Regions from separate parts of the Rattus norvegicus genome. Here region 2 is linked to region 1. Evidence: chromatin contacts called from public Hi-C data. All regions are on one chromosome and are shown on one strand. Each heading gives the region's core, a stretch centred on a gene start, on an enhancer-like site or on the middle of the called end of the contact. The rest is flanking DNA. Distances are from core to core; before and after follow the strand shown.

Region 1 (4,113 bases), core at 909-3,408:
AACTTGATTTTTAAAAAACATTTCAGGGAGGAAAGATTGACTTTCTGCTTAATAAGCAAGTGTATTGGTGGGAGTCGTTTTTGCCAGGTCATGTTGTGTTGCATGGAGACCACAGTCTTTCCTAAGGTAACGTGCCAGGGCAGGCATACAGAAGGTCCTCCATCTTGTACTCTTGTCGAGGACATTTTAGATTTAACTAGATTTGATCTCCTTGATGGAGAACCCCATGGAAAACTACCCAGCTCTATTCTAGCAACCTGAGGTCAAGGGGCCCCAGCTAACTGATCTTAGCTTCTGCTAAACCGCTTGCTTGTGCAAAACCTCCCCTGCAGCTGAGAGAGAGATACCAGGATGTAGCTTTTGCCTTTAAAAAACAAACAAACAAACAAACCCTTACCCTAAACACCTGAAGCCACACCTACCCCTGTATAACTGAGTGTAGTCCCAGCCACAGACTGAGTGGTCTTCCTGTAACAATAGAATGCACAGAAAAGACCATCGGTAAAATCTTAAATTTTGTTGTTGTTAACTTATCTCAACAGAAGTTCACTGGAACTAATAAAACATTTTTTTTTTTTTGCCAGAGGCAAGGAATGGGCTGGCTCTCTGTCACTGTTAACATGGGGCTGGCTGTCACTGCACTCCTATAAGGCTGACTGTCGTTGTAATGCTATACCAGCCCAAATGCTGTGTTTCTAGAAGCAGAAATGGTATTTGGCATTTTTATTGGCAACCCTAGGGGCTGGAGAAATGACTCAGCGGTTAAGAGCACTGACTGTTCTTCCAGAGGTCCTGAGTTCATTTCTCAGCAACCACATGGTAGCTCACAACCATCTGAAATGGAATCGGACGCCCCCTTCTGGTGTGTCTGAAGACAGCTACAGTGTACACATAGACATAAAATAAATAATTATATCTTGATTGGCAGCCCTAGTCGGGCCATTACTTGTGATGTCTGGATTGGTACCAATCATGTTCACATAAGCCCATCTATTTGCCTGCCTGTCTGTCTGTCTGTCTGTCTGTCTGTCTGTCTGTTTGTCTATGAAGACAGGATTCTCACTATGTAACTCTGTTTTCTGGAACTCACTGTAACCTGGGCCGGCCTCCGAACTCACAGAGACCCCTGCCTCTGCCTCTGGGAGTGCTGGGATTAAAGGTGCCTGGCTTTTTTCAAAGGACCTCATTTTAAAGCTTTGAGAATGACTGTCTCTGAAGATTCAGAAATGAAACTTTAGAAAAACGTTTTGAGGCCAGTAAATTCCAAGGCCATCTTCACTTCTGTCTGATCCGGAGTACTCATTTCTATGTCCCGATGTATTTATTATGATTTTAACAGGATAACTAAAACAAAACAGAAATAGAAAAAGTTTCAGTGCCCTGCCTACAGCTTATAAAAGTAACTGTTGGGCAATGCGTCCCAGTCCTTAAACACTTTTCCTGAGGAGCTGGGAAAGCTTCTAACACATCCCTTCCCCATTCTGGTGTTCAAGCCACCTGGCCCCTGTTCCTGACGCCCACCCAAGTGGTCCTGCCTCAAGGGTCATCCAGCCGAGCTCCCACTGTGCCTCTGTGAGCCGCTTCCAGGGATGCCCCCACTGAGGCGTGTGAACAAATGCCCTGTACAGACTCCCAGGCACAGGCAAAGCAAAGCAAGACGGCTTTGAGGCATCTGCCAAGGAGGGCGAAGGCCGGCTTTGAAAGCACTTCTCCAGTTTGCCAACTCGTGGGACTTGGCAAGCCTAGACAACGGCGCTAAGGCAGAGAAAGCCTCGGGATCGGCCTCCCAGGAGGGTGCCCCCAACCCCCTTCTCTTTTCACCAGACCCAGAAGATGTAGGCCTGGTGAGGGAGCCTGTGGGCTCAGGCCTGGTGAATGGAGGCTACCTCTTAGCGCCCCCACCCCCACGCCATGACGGCGGCAGCCCTCAGTGGGGAAGCACGCCTCTCTCCTGCTAGCTAATGGCTGAGAAAAGGGCAGCGGTTTTCCGTGTTTGTGGGGCATGCAGGAGTGGCCAGGCAAGGACTGAGATCAGACAGAGGTGAATAAGTATGAAAAGGAAGCAGTAAAAATCCGCCAGCCACAGGAGACGCCCTCTCTGCTCTGGGCGACAGTCAGGCCCGTGATTCAGCGCGAATAAAGAGCCCGAAGGGGGAGTCTGGTTGGGAATTGAGTGCGCCAAACTTTGTCATAATTCAGATTCTTCCTCTGTAAAAGAGGCATGAAAGACTAGGACCCATGGGAGCTGCTCCGTAGAGTCTCCTTGTTTAATCAATTCACAAACTGCAAATCCAAGTCCTAAATGCCTAATCCACTGGTCACCAGTAATGGGTGAATAAGGACAGGCTGTTTGTTTTTCCTGCCTTGCTCTAAAAGGCCCCAGACTCACAGCAGGCAAGACGTTCTTCCTGCGGTTGCCAGAAAGAGTGCAGAGGGCAGTGTTATTCAAGGTCATTTGCAAGAGGCAAGGACCTACCTGCCACAAAGGGTCCTTGAGAAAATGCAAATGCCTCGGATTTAGGGCAGGACTCCCGCTAGGAAGAGCAACCCAGGGCACCTGGAAAATTTAAAAGTAAAAAAGAAAGCCTGTAGCCTGCTGAGGTAAGTGGGTGGCAGAACAGTAAGCCCTGGGTTCCAGTCCCATCATTGTTAAAAAATATATATATATGAAAGTAAGCACCAGGTCACTCTAGAGGCCAGAGTGAGAATCCAAAGTGTTTCTGGCGGTTGCAGAAAGACACACCCTCCGGGCGGAGGAATTACCACATACCCTTGGGGCAGTTATGAGAAGGAACTATCCCGGTAAGGATGGCTGTCCTACCTCCAAAGAGGGCCTGGGGGCAGAGGTCAGCTCTCTGTGGACCTTCTCTGAGCACCCTCACTTCTCCTCAGTGACTATGTGTGCGAATGCTGGTTTGTTCAATAGTTAAGTATCAAAATCTGACTGGAGGCCATGCACGGGCGCAGGAGGACAGGAAAGCATCCTCAGAAGGTAGCAACGTTGCCTGATTTAGCTAGATTTTTTTTTCCCCTCTGTGGCTTTGAAGTGGCAGTTTCTAAGGAAACCCTCAACACCCTCTGAAGGGGTGGGGGTGTGGTAAATCAAGGACTGCAGGCTATCTCTCAGAGGACACTGAAGCTACAAGGCTTCACTATCAGCTCATGTCTAAGACAAGTTAGAGCCAATCTGTTGACCCTAGTGACAGAGAGCAGCACTCCTGCCCTCTGTGAACTGGCAGTGAGCAGAGTGGCCAGACCAACGATAAGAGACAGCAGGCGGAAGATGCCACAGGTGTGCTGAGGGTGCAGAGGGCCAAGCAAATGACTGGTCTTAGGAGAATGCAAAAGGGCTTCCCGAAGAGGTGGCTCATGTGTCTGTTATTGAACAAAGGGTAGGATTTCCATAGCTAGAGAAGGCAGGTATAGGGGAAACAGAAGCCAAAACGGACAGTAATAACAACAGACCCATGGCTAGATTGTAGGGTGAGAGGCTTGGGGGTGGGGGGGAGAACATCACAGCCAGTTTCAAGATGCTGAAAATGAGGATGAGGACAATTCTGAGGGAGAGAAGGGCATTCGTGATTCCATCTGTCCTTTAACTCGGGCCACACTGCAGAGGCTGACAGCGTTTGGAATCTTCTAGAAGACTTGAGTAAGAGAAGAAGCTGGAGCATGGTGTCTGAGCCAGTGGTACGAGGGTAGGGAAAAGGTGGCCCAAGTTATAGACCAGATAGGCAGGGAACTGAAAGTGAAACCGTGCACCAGTGACAACAGAAAACAAAACCCGTGTGGTAGTGGGCGTAAGGAGGGTGATGGAAGAGCCAAGCATGAGCTATACAAACTCGGTTCTGGAGAATGGCTAATGAAGTCACCAACCAGCTGGCACTATCAAAGCTAAGACAGACTGTTAGTGACCCAGGGACTACTGCCTGGTGTTTGCAGCAGTAATTAGGTCAGTCCTCAGATGCTGGGGCATGTCATGTTAACAATACAAGGGCTTCGCTCCGTTTTGGCAGGCATCAGCACCTCCAGATTGACAGTGGTTGAAGTTACCCAGTAACAAAAAGTCAAAGTCAAAAAGTCCTTTCGTAAGGGTCCATGATTCGCTAAAGA
Region 2 (4,113 bases), core at 757-3,256, 470 kb before region 1:
GAGTTATGTCCCAGACTTGAGAAACCCTAAAGATATGGTTCGTGCCATGTTGTTACGGGCACTGAAGTCCTTGTCTAACTGCTAAAATGTGTCTACAAATATGAAGAATGGAAAATCCTAGGAATACAAAGTGCCACATTTCATCATTTGCTGGAAGATTGGCAGTAGGTACCCTAATACTTTCTATTATTTTTGACAAGTCACAACATATGTTGGTAAAAAATAAATAAAAATGATTTAATTTTGGCCAGTTAGCTCAAGTTAACAGCAATGTATTGATCTCTTTGAAAAGATGTCTTGTTTTCAAGAATCCATATATCACATCTATTGATTGTATGCTGAAAATGATGTGCCCCATTCAGCCTTACGTTTTCACAGAGGTGTGTGGGAGCATCATTGTCAAATGAAGAAGCCACGCTGGGGTGCGAGTTTCTAGGATTCTCCAGTCTCTGAGTACAAGTTCCTTTTTTTGCCCTTTGTGCTATTGTGATTTCCACAGAGTTAGGTTTTTATCTAAGCGTTGCATGGGTTAATCAATAACGATGGTTTGGAAACTGATATTCTAAGCTAATAACTTCCCGAGAGATCAAATGAGGTGGGCAGGCCCAGTTCCCAGGCCATCCTAAGGCGATACCAGAAATTAGTGATAAAAGTTAAAAAGAAAACGAAATCCTCCCTCTGCTTCAGCGTTAAAATTATTCTCGCAGCTCATTATCTCCTCAAAATGACAATCAATCCACATTTATACCCTGTGTGAGAAGGAAAACATTACCTAGCAAATTCTATAGGATGTGATCAAAACAGTACGCGGGGGCATAATCATAACTCCAAGTGCTTACATTATCACACGAAAAGGAAAGAAGAAAAATGCAAACGTTATATATACCCAGTTATTAGAAATTTTCATAAAGAAGGTTTTGAAAAGGGAATTTGAGCAAACAAGTAAAAAGCAAGTGAACATTTGAAGCTAAAAAAAAATCACAATTGATAAATCTAAGAATTGAGTTCTTGTGACTGTAAAGACAGACGTGGATTGGGGAGGCAGTTCGGTGGTGGAGCAGCTGCTTAGCATAGTCAGGGTCCTGGGTTCGATTCCCTAGCACCAAAAGAAGCAAACACATAAAAGGACCAGTGAACTAGAGGAACTCCTGACAATGTAAGATCACGGAGTAAGATTTCCAGGGGCCAGAGAGACAGTTATGAGCCCTTGCTGCTGTGGCAGGGGATCCTAGTTTAGTTCCCAGCACTCAAATCATGTGGGTTGCACCCTCCTGTAACTGCAGCTCCCAAGGATCTGGTGCTCTTTCTCGACTCCCTGGGAACTGCACACATGTGCACACATCTGTACACAGGCACATGTAAATGCATAGAGCTAAAATGACATACATGTATGCACATAATTAATAAAAATGGAGTCTTCTAAGAGGGTTTATGTGATTGGTAATCCATGGTGATGGAGCAGAGGTTTAATTACACACCAAAAGGAGATGATAGGGTTTTTTCTGTAAGAGAATTTGTAATCTCGGCAGGGAGTAGAAATTAATTTCATCTATGAGGAAATAATGTGACATGTATCAAAATTCTATTATTATACAGATGAAAAAAACTCATAAAAAGGGAGTTTGCTGTGGCAATTATCTTCAGCATGGAAGAATGAAAACAGTCACACCTGGTCCACAATAGAGGCGTACTGAAGAAATTGTGGTGTATTGACTGGGTACAATGCCACTTAATCATTGAAAAGTTGTGGACTAACTCACGTGTTTATTATGAAGTGCCTTGGGAAGTGACGACGGCAGTTTTCAAAAGGCCAGTCAGGGCCTTTGGTAGATTGAATGACCTCGTTAACATGTCAAGCCTTGGATGGAGGAGGCATTTAGCATGTGTTAGCGTCCCCTCACACACGGGATCAGTTTGAAAGCTGGGCACACATAAAGTGGCTGTTCCCAGCCTGGTGTGCACACATCAGCTTCCCCTGGGGCAGCTGGCGGAGCTGCTCTCAACTTCGGTTCAGAGCCGGAGGGCTGCTTTCGCATACGTTGGCGTTTTATATCAGGAAGCAGTGAGTTGAAGTGTGGTTTCTGATGTGGTCAGGAAATGACGACAGAGTGGTGTGTGTGTGTGTGTGTGTGTGTGTGTGTGTGTGTGTGTGTGTGTGTTACCTACTTCTCAGGCACGACTGCCAACTATGAGGAAAAGGCAGCTGTGGGAAGGCCAGAATGCATCCAGATCCTGACAAATGTGTTTCAGTTTATCTGGGCATTACTCCCTCTTGCTCCAGGTCAGGTCTCTATGCCTAGTTTGTCCACACCCACAACACACGCTCACAAGGGAGAATGGGCATCCTGCTGGGTTGTAGCCATTCATTAGAAGGGATTCCTGCACAAGCCTATGTGCTCGAACTCAGGGCAAGCTAAGTATAAACCTGCAGCTGTTACAGTTGACTCGAATGCTCTGTTGTGGCCGGAGTTGTTACTGGGCATGGAGTGGGCTTGAGTGCTCTGTTGCTGTTGTTGGAGTTGTCACTGGACATGTCTTACTCGGAGAAAGAGCCACACAGGGCTACTCAGATACGAGATGAGACCTCCCCGAGTCTCGATGTCAAGGTCATGGGTTCCTAGTGTTCTGTCCACTACGGGTGTCAGTGGGAAGTTCTGACAAGTCTGCAGACTGCCTTACTTCAGTGGCTGTTCTTTCTTCCCAAAACTGAAAACACCATGGTGTGGAGATGACAACCTGCCTAGATTCTGTTTCCCTTACATCGTGATTTTAGAAATACCACAGGACTCTATAGGAATAAGGCTTTCAGATGTAGGACCCATTACCATGCCAGGGGGTAGGATTTTGTTTTCTTTCTTTTCTTCTGATATTTATGATAACCCAAGGTCCTATTTAGACTCTACCCGAGTCTTCTGGTTTGTAGTTAGAGCACATCTACTGCCACTTAAAATCAATAGTGGACCAGACATAAAGTATCGTAGGACGCTTTCTTTGTTCCTTACATTTTTTTTTTCTTGGTGGTAAATTTACTAATAAGCTTATTTCCTTTCTGGAAATTGGAAATCCTGTGGTACTAACCCACTAAATTAAATGCTTGGGAATTTTGTCTGTGAAATTATAATTCAGGCTACAAAGCCAGTGGGCAAATCTGACCCTTTGATAGAACCCCAGCTTGTGTGGTGAGACAAGAGGCACACAAGACACATACAGGGTTCTTGGTCACCTATAACCCAACCCACTAATGATTGGAGTGTAAGCATATTAAACACATGTGGAATAAGTTTCCCTCTAAATACAAATGGCTTGTTAAAACTCAAGAGCAAAGGCGAATGTTTTTGGTTTTGAAAAACCCAAACATCGGGAGAAAAACATTTGTAACATTTGTCTGGCTCCAAATACCACTGGGTCAGCTTATCCCTTTCTCTTTAGTTTGCAGGTTGTTCCAGGAAAGCAGAACACATCTCAACCATTCTAGTCTATCATAACAAAATGCTCTCAAATAAGTGGGTGTTTTCAAAAATACCTTTGGGGAAAACATAATTTTTTTCTGCAATGACCCTTTTAAACACACACACACACACACACACACACACACACACACACACACACACACACGCAATTATTTGCTTTATCCAAGGCAACCCTGGTGCCTTTCCTCTGAGTATGAGTGTTTGCGTTTACTTCTGTCTTTGTTTATTCCTGTTGCTGGAGACATTTGTAACTCTGGAGGTGGTGTGGGGATTGGAGTGGAAAGTAGAGGGCTCTTTTCTACTTAGCAGTAACTAGTTGTTTTATAATATGCAGATTTTACAATGTCTAGAAAGTACTTGTGTGAAATACGTGATTATTTGAAGTCTTTTTTAAGTCTAAGGTGTCCCTAAGCTCACGCCATTTCCCTGCAGCACCTTCCGAGTTCGTGGTCATAGAGGGCAAGTGCAAAGCTCACACCTATCCTACTGTTGTAATGTGTTGAGTGACAGGAGCCAATTCTGCAGCTGGAGAGGACAGTGAGCATTCAGGGAAACATCTACTAACCAGAAACGTGAAGAGTCAGACAGTACTCAGCACCATGTCCTTGTATGTTTGCATCTGGGGGAGGCTTGCCCATGTCTA

The links. A called contact is a pair of places that touch in the nucleus more often than the background predicts.
Region 2: a contact with region 1 is called in a Hi-C map of mammary epithelial cells, with 1.7 times the contacts expected there. The contact joins two enhancer-like sites. A contact is called at or near these places in 2 of 12 Hi-C or Micro-C datasets (Schwann cells and mammary epithelial cells).

The regions. Positions count from the first base shown.
Region 1 is chr2:138,592,951-138,597,063 of GRCr8, reverse strand. No RefSeq gene overlaps it. Among named protein-coding and RNA genes, the nearest start is that of Foxo1, 130 kb to the right of the region's middle. Within about 2 kb of position 2,158, at least 60 of the 93 cell types and tissues checked have an H3K27ac peak or open chromatin away from gene starts, as enhancers often do.
Region 2 is chr2:139,065,329-139,069,441 of GRCr8, reverse strand. No RefSeq gene overlaps it. Among named protein-coding and RNA genes, the nearest start is that of Trnak-cuu5, 160 kb to the right of the region's middle. Within about 2 kb of position 2,006, at least 7 of the 93 cell types and tissues checked have an H3K27ac peak or open chromatin away from gene starts, as enhancers often do.